Regions from separate parts of the Gossypium hirsutum genome. Here region 2 is linked to region 1. A link is a contact called in public Hi-C data. All regions are on one chromosome and are shown on one strand. Each heading gives the region's core, a stretch centred on a gene start, on an enhancer-like site or on the middle of the called end of the contact. The rest is flanking DNA. Distances are from core to core; before and after follow the strand shown.

Region 1 (3,124 bases), core at 277-2,776:
AGATGGAGATAAAGACTAAACCCCGAAAACCCGAAAATAAAGAACCCTCAAAACGTAAACACAAAATTCTCTAATTGTGTTATGAGTTCTAATATCTAATGGGTGTCTATTTCTAAAGTTATAAAAGAGCCTATTTATAAGCTAAATTCATAGCTCAAATAATAATAAAATAATCTAAACTAATCATTATTTGATTAAAACAAGTAAACAGAGTTTAACTGAAAGATTATTTTTCAAATTTGACTAAAAATAAGAGTCATATTTAACACATCTATCAAAGATGCTTGTTGATACTAAAAATGGATTGTTTGAGAAGGGTCTGATTAAAATTATATTGGCCTTTCATGCTGGTCCAATGATGAACATGAAAGCCAAAGAAAGACAAAATGCTGCTAAGTCTCTACTAGACCTCTCCGTATTCGAGACAAATAAATCGATTCAAGTCAATTACCAACTTCTTCTTTGTCGAAAAAGTCGAACACTGGAAGTAGTAAAGAAAAAGATGGTTCTCTGGGATCAAAATTCTCAAAAACTTATTCTGGATAGATCAGGCTTCGAGGATCGAAAAACCAACATCAAGTTCATTTCTTCTTTTACTAAGGAAATTGCGGAAAGAATGTCATCTCCAGGACAAGCCGATGTTATAGACAGGTTAAGCAAACTTTTACAAATTGGGCTTATGTTTTGAGTACAAGGAGGATGCAGTGGATTTCTTGCTGATTAAAGAAAACTTGGAACTATATATGAAGACACTGAATTCCTTATTGCTGTATTCGGAAAGCAAAAATGTCCAAGGTCGGAGCAATTGGGCCTCTTACACCAACGGCTTGTTATAAGAAGCGATGCTGATGAAGGCAGTGGGTTTGTGATGGTCAGTTTTGTGAATGATAAGTTATTATAATTCTGGTTTGAAAACTTGTGTGATGGGCTACTTTTTGTAGCTCAAAAGTACTGTTTTATGATATTATGTTTAGCTCTTTGAATAACAGACGTTGTATTTATAAAACCTTTTGGTGTTAGGTATTATTATATCATAGGTCAAGCTGGTTTTTTATGCACATAAAATATGAACCTGAAGCTTATATGTCCTTATTTACATATTGCAGATTATCATGTCAGAGACTTCACTCTATCTCTTAAAAGTATCATGTACCATGGAAGCTCCTACTATTTTGATTATATTTTGAACTTTTTACTAAAAAATAAAGTAAATTAATGAAAAATAAATCGATCATTCTATTAAAAACTTCATCTATTTTTATAGTTAAAAATTAGTCTATGTATGTCATTATGGTGTATACATCATATGTCATATATTACTGTCTTATTATAGTTATTTAATAGTACAAATAGATAGAATTTTTAGCAAAAATGATCAATTTACTTTTTGAATTAATATAAAAAAATAATTTACTTATTTTTTAAATAAAAGAATTAAAATACAATCCGACTCTTATTTCATGAATACATTTACGATGGTTAATATTTGCCTTAATATCTTCAAACTAAAAGCATGATATGGTGCACATGAAATTCGATGAAAGCAATTTCCAAAGATACCAAAACAAATTTTAGAAACTATACTGAGTTTCTTTGAATGGGAGGGGATGTAGCTCAGGTGGTAGAGCGCTCGCTTAGCATGCGAGAGGTACGGAGATCGATACCCCGCATCTCCATTTTTAATATTTTTTACAATTAGATCCAGAGATTTCTGGGTTCAGAGGGATTCAGCCCATGAGGATCAAAAACCCATCCCTTCAATCAATCGTCGTCTCTTCTAAGCTAAGCTAAACCCTAGGCTGTACACAAAACAAACCTCTGTCTGGTGGTTCCTTTAACGATGGCGCTTTTGACTTCCTCCCTATTGCCTTCATCTCTAAATATCAAGGTACTCCTTCCTTCCAACTTATTGTCTCTGCTTTTCTGTAATTGAAGTTAACTTCAGATACGTAAATAAAACTCGGAATTAACTCAATGGCTATTCTTGTTTCTTTGATCGAAGCTTCTTAATCATTGGAATCTTCATACAGGTTAAGCAATATGAACACCAGCCTTGCTGTTCTCAGCTCCATAATTTTCATCGACTCTCTCCAAAATGTCACTTGAAAGTAACAATGGCGCAGTTTTGGGAACCAAATAAGATGAAGGAACAACTCAATACCATCAAGGAGAGACTACGGGAGAACAGCCCCGACTCTGTAAAAGCATTTCCTTGGAAAGAAGCTGAGAATTTGCTGCTGGACAAACTACTTGTTGCGGGAAACAAGGCATTGAAGTTGTCTATTGTTACAGTTCTTGTATCCAGCTGTCTGTCGGATTTCATAAATGCTATATCTAGAAACCAAGAATTGATGATACCCTTTGGTCTAATTGTGGGAGTGTTGATGTCTGATTTCCTAAAACAGACATCCCAAGAAGCATTTCGAAGCTCCGAGGTAATATATACTCTGTTCTTTAACTAGTTTGTGCTTGTGGGTGTGTTGTAAATTTTGAGGCTTTTTTATGTTTGAACAGGGGAAGGAATTGGAAATGAAATGGCAGGTGTTATGGATGGGTGGGTTGTTTGTTGTTATCAAGTTGGTGTGCACATGGTTTGGAATAGGAACAAGGGTGTTCCTTTTGCATGTTGCGAATGGTGGGTTGATGCAAGTTCTGTGGCAATGGAGAAGTTTGCTGGCAGAAAATGGATCCATGGAAGATGGATCAACACCTTAAATCAGCAGAAAGTTGACTTTATTCGGGGGTGATGTTGCTTGATTATATCTCTGTAAACTCATGTCACTCACACATTAGCAGTTAATTGAGCAAAGGAATTAGTAGATGAAATCTGTTCACCTTGTTACGGATTCAAATATTCTTAGTATGCTGTAACGTAGATGGGTAAGAAATTGGTTAGCAGTGCCATCTCATACGTTTTTAAGCATATTTATGATAAATTTTATCAAACACATTTCAGCTCTGCCAACGCCATTTATTCGTTTATGTATTGTTTGAGTCGTATTTTATTAAGTTTCAAGTTTCGTACTGTTTTCTGTTGTCTCTTGCATTTTTATAGAGTGAAATCTTGAAGAGATGAAATCATGACAAAATAAAATATTTGCACATTATTAAATTCAACCTTATC
Region 2 (3,338 bases), core at 337-2,836, 280 kb before region 1:
TTACAATTGAGAAATATACTATAAAATAGAAAAAAAACCCAGAGTTTCTCAGCTGTTTTTTTTATTAATCTTGTTTGGTTTGCTTTGATTCATGTTTTTCTTGTTTCTTTTTTGTGGAGTTCACTGAGCGTTGAACAATTCCCAAATTTATACGTTATTGTCTCACTATTGCTCTGTTCATCAGTTTTGTAACTTTCTAACTGGTGCGTTATTTTTTCTTTAGCTAAGAAAAAGCATTTTTTTAATTGATCGTGTTCTTGAATTATTTATTGGTTTTGAGTTTTATAATCTAGGTATTTGCAGAATTGTAAGTTCTATACTTTTTGGAGTGAGATTTGAAGAATCCCAATTGACAAAAAGGCAATCTTTTGGGATTGGGATTTTAAATTATGGTTGAATTTTCAACTGAAGATCTGGGTGTGTCTTTAGAATTTTCAAAGGGAAGAGGATGTATGCTGTGGGGAGACTAGGTAGCTATATGTCTCGTGGCGTTTATACTGTGTCTGGTCCATTTCATCCCTTTGGTGGTGCTGCTGATATAATTATAGTTGAACAACCTGATGGGACCTGTAAAACATCACCTTGGTATGTTCGGTTTGGTAAATTTCAAGGGGTTTTAAAGACAAGGTAATCTATCCTCCAAACCTACGGGATTATCATCGTCGACACCTTAATCCCTAAAATCCTCTCCATGGCAAATGGGAAACTGGTCAGTTGGACCACCCTATGGTTCTTTTTTGGTATTTCTGGGTCAACAGTTATTTTTTCAGGGTTTGTAGGAATTATAATCATGGTTTTAAAGCATCAAGTATTATCTAATACATTAGTTCATAGTCTACTCATATCAGAAAACCATGCAAGAAAAACGGGTATGTTCTCTTTTTCTTTTTACTTGTTCTGCTTTTCTTTTTGTTATTTTCCATAGATTCTTTGTTTCACAAATGGGTTTAGATTGATTTTGTTTCAATCTCTTTGCTGTTTTTTTCCCATAGGCTCCAATGCTGGTGGTTTATAAATTAGTACATTATTCTTTGTTCCTTTCAAGAACTAAATTTTGCATTATTTCCCAACATTTATGGTCACTCTGGTTAAAACTAAAATGAGTCAACCCTACCAAAGTTAGCCTTTCCTATCATCCAATAACCAAAAGCAAATTGAAATGGCTAACCTTATCCAACTTTCAACAGAAACTTAGAAATCACAAAATCTTTACAAAAATCTGTAAAACTTCCCAAAGATGAACAAATTACATGCAATTTACCCATTTTTTTGAAACTTCTCAACTTTTAACAGAGTCTTATTCAAATAATACCCCAAAAAAGTCGTGGATTTCAGGAAACCCCAAAATTGTGAAGATCCAAGCTACTAGTTACAAGCAATAACAAGATATGACATTGTAGCTCATTTTGAGCAAACTCAACACAGTTTATATTCAGACAAGAAAAAAAGAGAGAAGAAAGTGGGCATACCTGGAAACACTTGATCTTGCTTACTTCAGTTTTGTAGTAGCCACAACCAAGAACAAAGCAAAAAAGAGGGGAGAAACCAGGTTCAATCACTGTTTCAGTTATCAAATATGAAAAAACAAAACGACTGTTTTCTTCCCAAATCTGAAAAAAAAATAAGGTTGGGAAAGAAATTAGTTTAACTTTTAAGGATAAAATGGTAAAATAATAAATAAAAGCAAGGGTATTTTTATATGTTAAAAATACCTACTACACCACTGCCTTCAATTGCTGCTGAAACCTCCAGCTCCTTTTCCGCATAGCGGTGTGGTTGAAATCAACTTTCACTGCACTGTGTTGCTGAACCAAATAATATATCAGTGAGGTTGCTACCCCAACTGCACCTCACTGACGTTAAAAGCCAAACCAAAAGAGCCCTAAATCTCTTAACCAACAAAAGAAGATATACGTGGATAATTACCAAAAGTTGATAGAAGCCTTTTCCATGAGTTCTTCATAAGCAATTTCTAAAATGTGGATATTGTGGTGAAAAAGACCTAAAATGTAATTGTTCAAACAAGGGTTGAGATAACATCTTGTTCCAAATTTAATGTTGAAGTTACTAAAGAGACATTGTGTTAAAGAAGAGATTTGTAAAATTTATGGTAGCGAACATGTATTTCGTGATGAAGAAGAAAGTAAATGACTAGAGCTTTGTTTATAAGAATTCTCTAACCATAATTCATATTTGTCCAATGATGTTTTTTTAATTCAAGATCTATGGTGGATAACTCAATTACATTACTCCACCTACAACAAAAAATTTGCTTGTTAAAGCAAGTCTAAGATTCAAGAACAAATCTTTTTGAATAAGGGGAGAACGATACAAGTATGGATAACGATACAAGTATGGATAGGAACGACATTTTACATGAGATCCAAGTATATTTGAGTTTTGGACACTATTTGTAATAATTAGACAAATATTTTTTGTGTGTAATAGTCTCTTTTTTTTAACTATTTTATTTATTTATCTTAGATAAATAAATATTTTGAATTTAAATTAGTTTTTTAGGTTGTATCTTAGATAAATAAGTTTTTTTTTAAAATTTAAACTATTTATCTTAGATAATTAAGGTTTTTTTTTAAAATAAACTAGTTTATTTTGTATTTCAAAAGCAATGTATTAGCCTAGAGGCTTAGGCCACCTACTTTGGATAAATCAATATAATAATTATTTTTATTACTTTGAAAAGTGTTTATGAAAACCATTTTTTTAAAAGGGGTCAACTTTAATACTTAAAAACGAAAATAGGAGTTGCCACCGATTTTTTTTTGAGGTGTGGTCGGATCACCTAGTAATTTGGTCGTTTTAATAAAATATTTTGATTTACTAAAATAACGATTTTGATCTATGAAATTCGAGAAAACGAATTCGGGAGTTGGTTACATGCGAGGAAGGATTAGAACCCTCGTTATGCCCAAAATTGGTACCTAATTGATTCATCAACGTCTTAATGTCAAAAATTGAAAATTTGAAAAGATTTTAAAATACAATCCCCTTTTTATTAATGTTAATTTTAAAAATGTTTGAATTAAAATGAAACGAACATCAAAGCCCCACTCATCCCGCGATAACAATATGCCACATCCCGTAAGTTAGGATGCGACATTTGAGCCCTCGAGAATGAGTTTGCTTTTAATTTTTATTTAAGAGTTAGGTATTTTAAATTTAGAAGGATGCTCGGTTGTTTAGATTTAATGAGAAAATTGAAACTCCATAAGTTAGGGTATGACTTCTCGAATTTTCAAAAAAATGGAACATTGCCTCACTTTTTAAATTTTTGAGTAATAGTGATTACAAAACCGGAACGATAGGTGCTATTTAGTTGG

Evidence for each region. A called contact is a pair of places that touch in the nucleus more often than the background predicts.
Region 2: a contact with region 1 is called in a Hi-C map of leaf, with 4 times the contacts expected there. The contact joins the promoter of LOC121228175 here to the promoter of LOC107916977 in region 1. A contact is called at or near these places in 8 of 34 Hi-C or Micro-C datasets (hypocotyl and leaf).

Annotation. Positions count from the first base shown.
Region 1 is chrA01:33,063,566-33,066,689 of Gossypium_hirsutum_v2.1, reverse strand. It overlaps LOC107916977, which reads left to right and starts at 1,526. Exons shown (of 3, transcript XM_016846364.2): 1 at 1,526-1,888; 2 at 2,031-2,435; 3 at 2,515-2,965. The coding sequence starts at 1,841. The coding sequence ends at 2,715. TRNAA-AGC (transfer RNA alanine (anticodon AGC)) reads left to right here and starts at 1,604; the gene lies at 1,604-1,676.
Region 2 is chrA01:33,347,642-33,350,979 of Gossypium_hirsutum_v2.1, reverse strand. It overlaps LOC121228175, which reads right to left and starts at 1,586. Exons shown (of 2, transcript XM_041111429.1): 1 at 1,470-1,586. It overlaps LOC107917116 (a long non-coding RNA gene), which reads left to right. Exons shown (of 2, transcript XR_005925708.1): 2 at 294-1,044.